Regions from separate parts of the Mus musculus genome. Here region 1 is linked to region 2. The links are chromatin contacts, called in public Micro-C maps. All regions are on one chromosome and are shown on one strand. The core of a region is the stretch at or near the end of the contact, and the rest is flanking DNA. Distances in the headings are between cores, read along the strand shown.

Region 1 (4,994 bases), core at 30-2,529, 110 kb after region 2:
CAGAGTGAGTTCCAGGGAAGCCAGAGTCACACAGAGAAACCCTGCCTCAAAAGCAAAATAATAATTAAATAAAAATGAGATGAATAGCAGGTTAGCAAATGCTAGCTGGGGACTCATCCATTCTGTATCACAGGCTGAACACCGCTAGCCTGAAAAGCCTACTTGCTCCTAAGTCCAACACTGTGTGAGCACTGACACGATACCATGAGGGAAATATCACACCTAAGCTCCTGAGATAGACGGCCTGCAGTCCAGAATAGGTATATTAAAATATGACACAAAATAACCTCCAACCACAAAATGGCCTTTAAGCTATGTTTACACAGCATTATGTATATACAGATATTCCAAAATACACCAAAATGTGAGATTGAAAGACTTCTGGGTCCCACTCATCTGGGCAAGAGACACTCAATCTGCATCTGTGACTGCTTTGTGCTATGACGTCAGAGCTGTAGCTGCAAAGGGTTAAACAGCCCACAAAGTCATGTGACGATGCCGTGGCTTCTCTAGATCTGTGGTGCCCTCTGGTTTAGAACTGATTTACAGTTTCACTTCTACCCAGGCTGGCTGTATGCTGTTCTTTCAGCAGACTCCAGGCATTGCTTCTTACATACAGCTCAGCTAACACTCATGGTGCCATTAAAACTGAGTTTGGAGCCTAGGAACGTGGCTATCTGTGAAGAGTTTGCTTAGCATGTAGAGAACCCTGGGCTGGACCCCACACTGCATAACTGGGTGTGTGGCACATGTCTATATCATCATCTGGGAGGGAGATAGAGGCAGGAGTAACAGAGGTTAAAGGTCATCCTCCATCCTTGGCTGGGCTACAGAACCTGCCCCATAAAGAAACAAACCGTCACAACAAAAAGACCATTTGGAAATTCATGGTTCAGCTTAGTACTCCTGAGGAAGAAAGGAAGAAATGACCCTCTTGTGCTGGAAGGCAGAGCGGCAACTGCCAGGACAGTGCAGCACTGGCCCCGAAAGTGAGAGGACATGATGAAGCCAGGAGAGCCCAGGCACAAACAGCCACTGTCAGTTACCCAGGCTCCTGCTGCACGCTGGGGCTCCGGAGGAACTTCAGATGCGACCTTGAGTCCCTGCAGCTCTTCATAGGGCAGCGTGTCCTTCTCAGACTGTGAAAACGCCGCACTTAAGGGAGCGGGGCTGTCAGGCATGGGAATGAACTCTGCGTTTTCCAGCTCCTAGGCAGACAAGAAAGAATCTCACCAGTTTGGCTGCAGCAAGTTCCTTTCTCCCACGGTCTTTGTAGCTTTCACTTTCACGCTGCTGTGACAGCAGCGCCCTCTAGTGGTACAGAATGGTGGCTGACCACATATATTGCCTAACCTGGAACCAAACTTCAGCGATGCTAGCTCAAGTTCAGCAAGTTGTATCTGGTTCATTTCCCAACACAATTCTACACACACTGTCTGCTGGTCAGGAAGCTTGACGGCAAGGCACTGAGGCCTCCTTCCAGGCTGCCTTTAGTCCCAGCACTTGGGAAACAGAGACAAGTGGAACTCTTTGAGTTCTAAGCCTGCCAGGACTACAAACTGAGACCCCGTTTTAAAACAAAACACAGATGTCTTCACGGGTGGGAAAGTGAAGCCTTGACTCCTGTCTCAATTAGTAGGGCACTAGAAACTGAGACCTTGGCAGCCCTCACTAGCTCCTGTCACAGGCTTATCTGAAGCATCTGTTCTGAGGGCATTACCTTCCGAAGCCAGCCAGGACAGGAGCTGCTAGCCCCACAGCTGTTTCCCACGGCCTCCGTGGGACTGATTAAGCCTTCCATCCCACGGTCTGCTTCCATTGTTCCTCGGAAGCCTCCGCTTGGATCTGGAGTTTCAGATTCCTGTTGACTGTCTTCCTCTTCACCCCCGCCGCCGCCGCCACCACCACCACCACCACCAATGCCACCTCCTGGGCTGGAGCTCTGAACCACTGGTAGATGTGTAGCATAGGAAAGAAAGAGCTTCGTTAGGCCACAGAGATTTAGCATCTGACACCTCATTCACCCCCACAGAAGGTCCTAGAATTGCACAAAGTGGAACGTTCAAACAAATATTTGAGACTAAATTGTTTTTACATAGATAGCATTTGAATTTGTAAAAATTATTCTAAAAAGATTTTTTAAAAAAAATTTTATGGGTATGGGTGGTTTCAGCTGCATGTATGTCTGGTACCATGCACATGCATTGCCCTTGGAGGCCAGAAGAAGGTGTCAGATCCTCTGCAACTGGAGTTACAGATGGTTGTCAGCAGTCATTTGAGTGCTAGGAACCAAACCCCAGTTCTCTGTAAAAGCAACAGGCACTCTTAACTGCTGGATTGTTTTTCCAGCTCCACAGTATTTTTAAGTTATCACATTGATTTATTATGTGTGTGGATGTGGGCATGTGTGTATACACTGTACTGTAAAGGTTAATTCTCTTTTTCTATCACGTGAGTCCCAGGACTGAACTCAAATTGTCATGATGGCAGTATAAGCCTTTCATCATGAGCCATCTTATGGGCCTACATTTTTTCTTCCTCTTCTCTCTCTCTTCTCTCTCTCTCTCTCTCTCTCTCTCTCTCTCTCTCTCTCTCTCTCTCTCTCTCCTTATTTTGGCTTTTTGAGACAAAGTTTCTTTGTGTAGCCCTAGCTGTACTGGGACTTGCTCTGAAGATCCGGCTGGCCTCTGGAACTCAGAAATCCGCCTGCCTCTGCCTTCCAAGTGCTGGGATCAAAGGTGTGCGCCACCAACACCCAGTTTACAAATTTTAATTCTTGAGACAGGAAGGATCCTCATGCCACCCAGGCTGGCCTTGAACCTCTGACCTTACTACTGCACTTATTTCTACTTCTTAGTGCTAGGATGATAAGCATGTGCCACCATGCCAGGCTTACATAAAGGTATGTGTTACAATCACCAGAATTCATGTCTATTTTCTAAATCTTAGTGCATCTCTGGCAGGTAAATACATTGAAGTGTCCTCCACTAGTATTTGTCTTATGTAAAAAGTTGTTCAGCATTGAGCCAAGCACCCCTTAAGTCTCCCCAAAATAAGAAGATGGATTCTGAAATAATGGCACATCCATGACTTCTCACAGGTGGAAAGCTACCAGAGGGTTTAGGCTGATTTTCCTAAGTTGAAAGCTAGTAACTGACTTTTCCTTCAGAGGGCCTATTTTGAAGGTAAATTTTGTTTGGTTTTTGAAGACAGGGTCTTACTATGCACCATCTGACCTCAAACTCACAGAAATCCACTTGCTTCTGCCTCCCAAGTGCTATAGAAAGACTAGACTGCCTGGAATACTATGGAAGTAAAGGCTCATGGGATGGTAAGGAATACAAATGTCCCATTACAATGTGGAACAAGTCTCTTAACTGTATCACAAGTATGTGATGCAGGCAAGAAGATGAAGTCACCCTGATAACAATGCCAAAACCTCAACACTCACCAAAATACAACCTTTCCTCTCAACCCAAAGACCAAGCTGGTCCCTGGGGCTCCACTGCTTACCAGTTCCGATGGACAGGCCACTGCTATTGGAACGGATGGTCTTGGAATTCAACACTTTCTCTGAGGAAAAATGTGCAGTAGGTAAGCACTTTGTACAGACACTGGGAGGAAGGGTGAAGAAGACGGGTCAGGGAAGAAACTGTCCCTGTCATTCCTGACCCTCAGTAACTCAGAACTCACTATTTAGAAGTCAGTCTCGTAAGTGAAACGCTATTGAGCTACTGTGCTCAGTGCTGCACTGGGAATTCTCTATCTCTGTGCTCACCAGAAGCAGCACGGAAGCTGTACAAGGTAGCAATACCTACACCTGGCCCCAGAGATCCTGATTAAACTAGTCAAGGGCAGTGCAGGACTAAGGTTTATAAAAGCCATGCTTTTATCATGAATTTCAAAGTACTCTGTATGCAAAAAGCATTTGGAAATTTTCTTTTAAAAGAATTACTAAACGTTTCTCAAGAAAACACAAATGTAGACATAACATTATTAAATGGGAATAATAGATTCTATGATGCAGATGTATGCTGGGGGAAGAGCTCAAAACTGTTCCATTTTAAAAAGGTCCAAACAGATGGTGGTGGAACAGGCCTGCAACCCCTCAACTCAGGAGGTGGAAGCAGGTTAGGAACTCAAGGTTGCTCCTGGCACTAAGCACTGAGTCTGAGGCTAGACTGAGTTATAAAACAGTCCAACAGAGAAGAAACGGTGGATGACTAGCTGGGAAATGACAATGTTCAGTTTCTGCCACTCTGCATGACATCTTTATCTAGTACAAGACTTGAGGAAGCAGCCCCTGCTTCAGAGTAGCACATCCAGCAGTGTCACCACAGTGCCTTAGGTGAGAGTCAATCTGGTCTAAGCCACCCCAACTCCACAGAGATGAAACCCTTACCAACAATAAGAATGGTGTGCCAGCCACGGCAAGAAAGGTCTGGAACATGATGCAGGGATCCAAAAATAGGCCGAGGCCATGAGGTACAGATATCAGAGCCATGTGGTCTCTCTGTGGGAGTCATTGCCAGGCGGCCATTACCACCATTACCCCAGGCAAAGATGTGATTATCTAGAAAAGAATTAAAGAGCAGACTAATGAGACTATTTTCCCAATTCTATGGGTATCCCACTGTTACACCCTGGAACTAGAAAGAAGGCCTACTAAATGAGGGAAAAGCTAATTATTTCTATATATAGGTAAAAATGACTACCATTCCTATGTCTACCATTCATTCATTCATCCATTCATTCATTTATTCAAACAAATATGAAAATCTACTTCATGGCAAGTGTTTCTCAAGGTGTCTGAGGCAGGACACGAAGCCAAGCCCTTGCTCCAGTGCAGTCAGTGGGGAGAATGACAACTCACACACAAATGGACATTTGCCATTTCAGACAAGGCAAGTGCTATGAAGGAAGGGATGGAGGTGACAATGACCACGAGGAAGAGCAGGATGGCATTTCACCATTTCAGAGAAAGCAGTCAGAGA
Region 2 (4,921 bases), core at 2,042-4,541:
GTGTTCCACAACCATCCAGTTCTAGGGAGTCTAGTGCCCTCTTCAGGCTTCCAAGGGCAACGGGAACACAGATGGTACACATACATATTTGAAGGCAAAATGCTCATACACATAAAATAAATCTTTGAAAACTTTAAAAAATAAGCAGGGCAGTGGTGGCTCACGCCTTTAATCCCAGCACTCAGGAGGCAGAGGCAGGCGGATCTCTGTGAGTTCAAGGCCAACCTGGTCTATAAAGGGAGTTTTAGGACCGTCAGGACTATAGAAAAAAAGTGTGTGTGTGTGTGTGTGTGTGTGTGTGTGTGTGTGTGTGTGCATATGCATACATACACATACCCCCACACACACATATATGCAAGAAAACATTGTTTACATATGTTTTCCTCATAAAATGGAAACATATTGCTTTGCAAAATATTTTTCTTCCTTTAAACACACTTGTGGGGGCTCAAGGGAAGAGCACTTACCGAGCATGCATGAAGCCCTGGTCCCATCCTTAGCCCTGCATAAACCTAGCTGTGATGCTGTGTACCTGGATCCCAGTGCTCGGGAAGCAGAGGCAGGAGGCTCCAAGCACAATTCCATCTCTAGCTACATAGCCACAGTGTGGTTCCGTAAGACTCTGCCTCAAAGAGGTGAGCATCTTTCCGTGCTGATGCAGCTCTCACAAACATACATGGTGAGTTCTGCAAGAAACGGGTATGTGCCAGCCCCACGAAGTGACACGGTACAGGAAAAGCAAGGATTCTCTGTCCACCAAGGAAAGTGGTCCTCTGACAGGAACAGAGTTTGTGTGGTGGCCAGCCTAAGTCTATTTTCTGCAAAAAGTTTAAACCGACAGAGAAGGTTTGCTGAAGCTTGAGTGGGCGGAGCCCAACCTCAGACCAAAGAGCATGCTGGGAGAAAAGAGGCAGAGACTCAGCCAGGCGATCAGTTCTAAGTGACTGCGTTATGAAGAAGATAAACTCACGAGCATTAACTCACACAGAAAGGAGGAGGAAGAGGGGAAAGTGGTGGTGGAGGAAGAGGAAAGAAAAGAAAAATGAAAAAGAAAAAGCCAAAAGGGAGCTGAGGGATGGCTCAGTAGTCAAGGGCAGTTGTCGCTCTTGCAGAAGACCCAGGTTCAGTTCCCAGTGCCCACATGGTGGCTCACAGCTGTTTGTACCTCCAGTTCCAGAGGACCTGGCACCCTCTTCTGGTCTCTGTGCGTACCAGGCACACATGTGCTACACAACACTCACACATATAACATAAATAAACACAAGCAAACCAACAGCATGGTTTTGGACTGTCCTTATAAGCAGTGAAGGCGGATCAGAGAATGGCTGGAGGGGTCAAAGCCTTGGTTAGGAGCACTTGCCGCTCTTGCAGAGGACCCAGGTTCTGTTTGCAGCATCCACATGGTGGCTCACAACCGTTTAGCACTCCAGTTCCAAGAGATCTGACTCCCTTTTCTGGTCGGACTTTACACACAATGTATATACATAATGCAGGCAAGCACTCATACACATAAAAATGAAAATAAATAAATTATTAAGTTAAAACATTTTTTAAAAAAAGAATCAGGCCACACATGGGCCTGTAACTACCTCACTGTGAGGGTCAGAAACAGAAGGGCTTTCCAGCCAGCAGCCTCGTTCCAGGTTTGTGAGAAGCCCTAACTCATGGGGATAAAGCAAGCCAAGCAAAGTCCTCCTGTGGTCTCTCCTCACCTCACACACACAGATAGCACACACATACTGATATACACACTCACACATATATAACATACATACATACACACACACAAACTGATATACACACATACATATAACACACACAGATACACAAACTGATATGCACACTCACACATATATAACATACACACATACACACACACAAACTGATATACACACATACATATAACACACACAGATACACAAACTGATATGCACACTCACACATATATAACATACACACACACAAACTGATATATACACATACATATAACACACAGAGACACACACACACAAACTGATATACACACATACTGATATATACACTCACACATATAACACACACAGATACATACACACAAACTGATATACACACTCACATACATGTAACACACACACACATGCCTCACAGGCCTGTTGAATCAGAATCTGAACTTTACTAAGATTCTTGGGCAGTTCTTGTACACATTAACGTCGGCGTGTGTCACTATTTTGTTTTCATGGCTACATACTCAGGAAGGATGTGTTCTATGATGAAAATGTACCTGTCCAAGTCTTTCCCACAGCTGGGTATTCAGGTCTCGTCCGTCGTTCTCTCATTTCTTGTCAATGCTGTGTGCGGCCTGTGTCCCTTAAATTCTGTTTGTTTATTTTCTTTTCAGGACAGGGTCTCATGTAGCCCAGGCTGGCTTGAACCTCTGATCCTCCTGCTTCTGTATCCTGAGTGATGTAATTACAAGCACGTAGCACCACACTCAGTTTTATGCTTGAGCTCAGCATAAGCCTTGCACACACATTGTTAGGTATTCATCGTGCCAACAGAGCTCCCCTTTAAATTCTTAAAGTGGGCTTTTTGAGTAAAAAGTCTTAAAGTTTTGAAGGGGGTGGGGTGGATAGGGATATAGTTCAGGTGATAGAGTGTTTACCCAACACATGCAGAGGCCCTAAGACCCTTCTGTTCTAGTGCTGTTGTGGAAAAGGGGCTCAGTTTACCTTTCTGGAACTTTCCACACTGCCAGGCCCTGGTAATCTTGTATCTTTTAGCCAGCAGATGCACGAAAGCTTTACCTCAGAGCTGGTGCTGGCCCACCAACTCTCTAGTGCTGGGTCTTGACTCATCAGGCTGACATTTCTCTGTGTGATCACTAGCCATTCCATCGCGCCTGGCTACTCGTCCACTGCAAGCCCACCAAGAGAGCGAGAGATGCTGCCAGGGAAGAGAGCCACGCCCAGCCTTGGTACAGAGTCTGACAGATAGACGACATTAGTGTTGCCGTCTGGCTGAAGCACAGTGAGCGAGAGCCAAAACGCAGACTGAGCCTCGTGCAGAGTCCAGGCTCCAACACCAGTACCCAGCCAAGGCCACACCTCCCGGTTTGGCAAGGTCTGGGGGTCTGCCGCCACCCAGGCAGGGCACCCTGTGGTTCACCAGACCAGCAAGCAGGCCAGCCAGGTGTGCCGGGAGGGGGCGGGCGGAGCAGGCAGCCAGGACAATTCAGGGAAGTGGCCCTGTGCTTTTCAGAGGCCTGCCCCAAGAAGCTTTGTGAATCACCCACTAGCCACAGTTATGGGAGGGGGGGACGAGGCAAGAGGAAGTGAGGCGCTTACTCAGCCCTCTAACTGCACGTGGCTGTGTTTGCTCCCTGTCCCCTCCTCCCTGCCACACAGCTGGGGGAAGCAGCATCGGGAGGAAAACGGGAGGAAACGGGAGGGGGGTCACACCCTTCCCCCATCTCCTGCAAAGCTGCACCTGTGCCCCACCGACCCTGCCACCTGTTGCTCAGCTGAGTGAGCAGGGTGAGTCTGGTTCCCAGTTCCAGGCAACAAAGCCTGGAGAGGCTCATGGAGTGGGCAGGCCTGAAATCGACCGTATCCTACATCATGGGCCTTCCATTGTCTAACTTGATCACTCGAACTCTGTGTTCTCTCTCTGGCAAACAAGAAAATAATAGCTCAGAGAATGTGCCAACCTGGAGGTGACAACCTAAAGATGCGAGGGTCTCTGCTGGCAAGCCCTTTACACAGTAGATCAAAGCTGAGCAGGTGGTTCCTTCACTAAAGTGCTCGCCGTGAAGACTGGAAGGCCCGAGTTGGAGCCTCTAAACTCAAGTGAAAAATCAGGGCATGGCAGTGCCTACCTGCGATCTCAGCCCCAGAGAAGACAGGCCAATTCCTGGGGTTTGCTGGCCGGTCAGTCTCGCTGAACTGGTGAGCTCCGGATTCAATGGAAGAACTCATCTCAGAAAATAAGATGGGGTGGCTGAAGAGGTATGTCAGCAGTTAGGACTACTCATTGCTCTTCCAGAGGACCCGAGTTTAGTTCCTTGCACCCATGCTGGAAAGCATCCAACTACTTGGAACTCCAGCTCCAAGGGATCTGATGCCTTCTGGAGTCCTCGGGCATACACACGGTGCTTGGCATTCATTCCTGAAGCTATACCACATGCACATATGTTATGTGTCCCTCCACCTGTGCACATACACACACACAGACAATGGGGCACGAGCGAGATTAGTAGGTACAATAGCAGCTCATTACTAGATGAGAAGAGGCATAGATCGGCGAAGGAAAGCACTTGCTCTAAGTCAGACAGACTCAACCTCAGTATTTGATGCCAGTGCTCACATTCTTAACGGCTCCTATCTCACCGGGTGACCCTTTCAAAGCTCAGTGGGCAAAAGGAAGGCCCAGTGTCCTCTGTAGACTCTGCTCTTAGCCTCCCATCTTCCACGTGAGACCCGCAAGCTGCCTGTGCGGTCCAGCAGGAGTCCCTGGCCATGGGTTTCTGTCTCACGTCCTTTTCTGGGTGGCCAGACATCCTCAGGGACAACCCCTAAGATGTGTGTCTCTGCCTGGCTCTTTGCCACCCCCACTCTAATTTCATTTGGTGTGTGTTTCAGGTTCCCCTAGGGACCAAGAGGACATGGGTATGAAGTGTGGCAAGTTCCTTGTCATTGGACTTTCTGGAGGTATTTCTTGTTGGGGAAACCAAGTTACCACACAGAAAGGAGGATCGCATCTCCCGGCTGTGAGCTGAAAGGGACGAAGGAGAAGCTGAGTGTAAAAGAGACAACCACTTTTTTTAGGGTTGGTGGCTGAAGTAGGGGCCTGCCTACAGAGAATGAGGCAGCCCTGGGCCCCTCCTTGCCTTCCGCCATCAGGCTGGGCAGCCCTAGGTCTGTAACAGCAGCTGTTGCTGAGGCAA

The links. Hi-C and Micro-C count contacts between places; a contact is called where the count stands out from the background.
Region 1: a contact with region 2 is called in a Micro-C map of the HL-1 cell line, with 1.7 times the contacts expected there. The contact joins two enhancer-like sites. A contact is called at or near these places in 4 of 39 promoter capture datasets (embryonic stem cells, neutrophils and trophoblast stem cells), 5 of 484 Hi-C or Micro-C datasets (the HL-1 cell line, bone marrow-derived macrophages, embryonic fibroblasts and 2 more), 6 of 115 datasets of contacts at active chromatin or transcription factors (the 230-238 cell line, bone marrow-derived macrophages, double positive thymocytes and 3 more) and 4 of 9 other capture datasets (adipose tissue, embryonic stem cells, liver and 1 more).

What each region holds. Positions count from the first base shown.
Region 1 is chr12:85,304,417-85,309,410 of GRCm38.p6, forward strand. It overlaps Nek9 (NIMA (never in mitosis gene a)-related expressed kinase 9), which reads right to left. Exons shown (of 22, transcript NM_145138.2): 17 at 4,403-4,573; 18 at 3,514-3,573; 19 at 1,721-1,950; 20 at 1,047-1,208. Among named protein-coding and RNA genes, the nearest start is that of Zc2hc1c, 18 kb to the left of the region's middle. Within about 2 kb of position 1,280, at least 107 of the 459 cell types and tissues checked have an H3K27ac peak or open chromatin away from gene starts, as enhancers often do. A contact at or near this core is called in the HL-1 cell line, adipose tissue, bone marrow-derived macrophages and 2 more, where this site is marked.
Region 2 is chr12:85,189,565-85,194,485 of GRCm38.p6, forward strand. No RefSeq gene overlaps it. Among named protein-coding and RNA genes, the nearest start is that of Pgf, 15 kb to the left of the region's middle. Within about 2 kb of position 3,292, at least 155 of the 459 cell types and tissues checked have an H3K27ac peak or open chromatin away from gene starts, as enhancers often do. A contact at or near this core is called in the HL-1 cell line, adipose tissue, bone marrow-derived macrophages and 2 more, where this site is marked.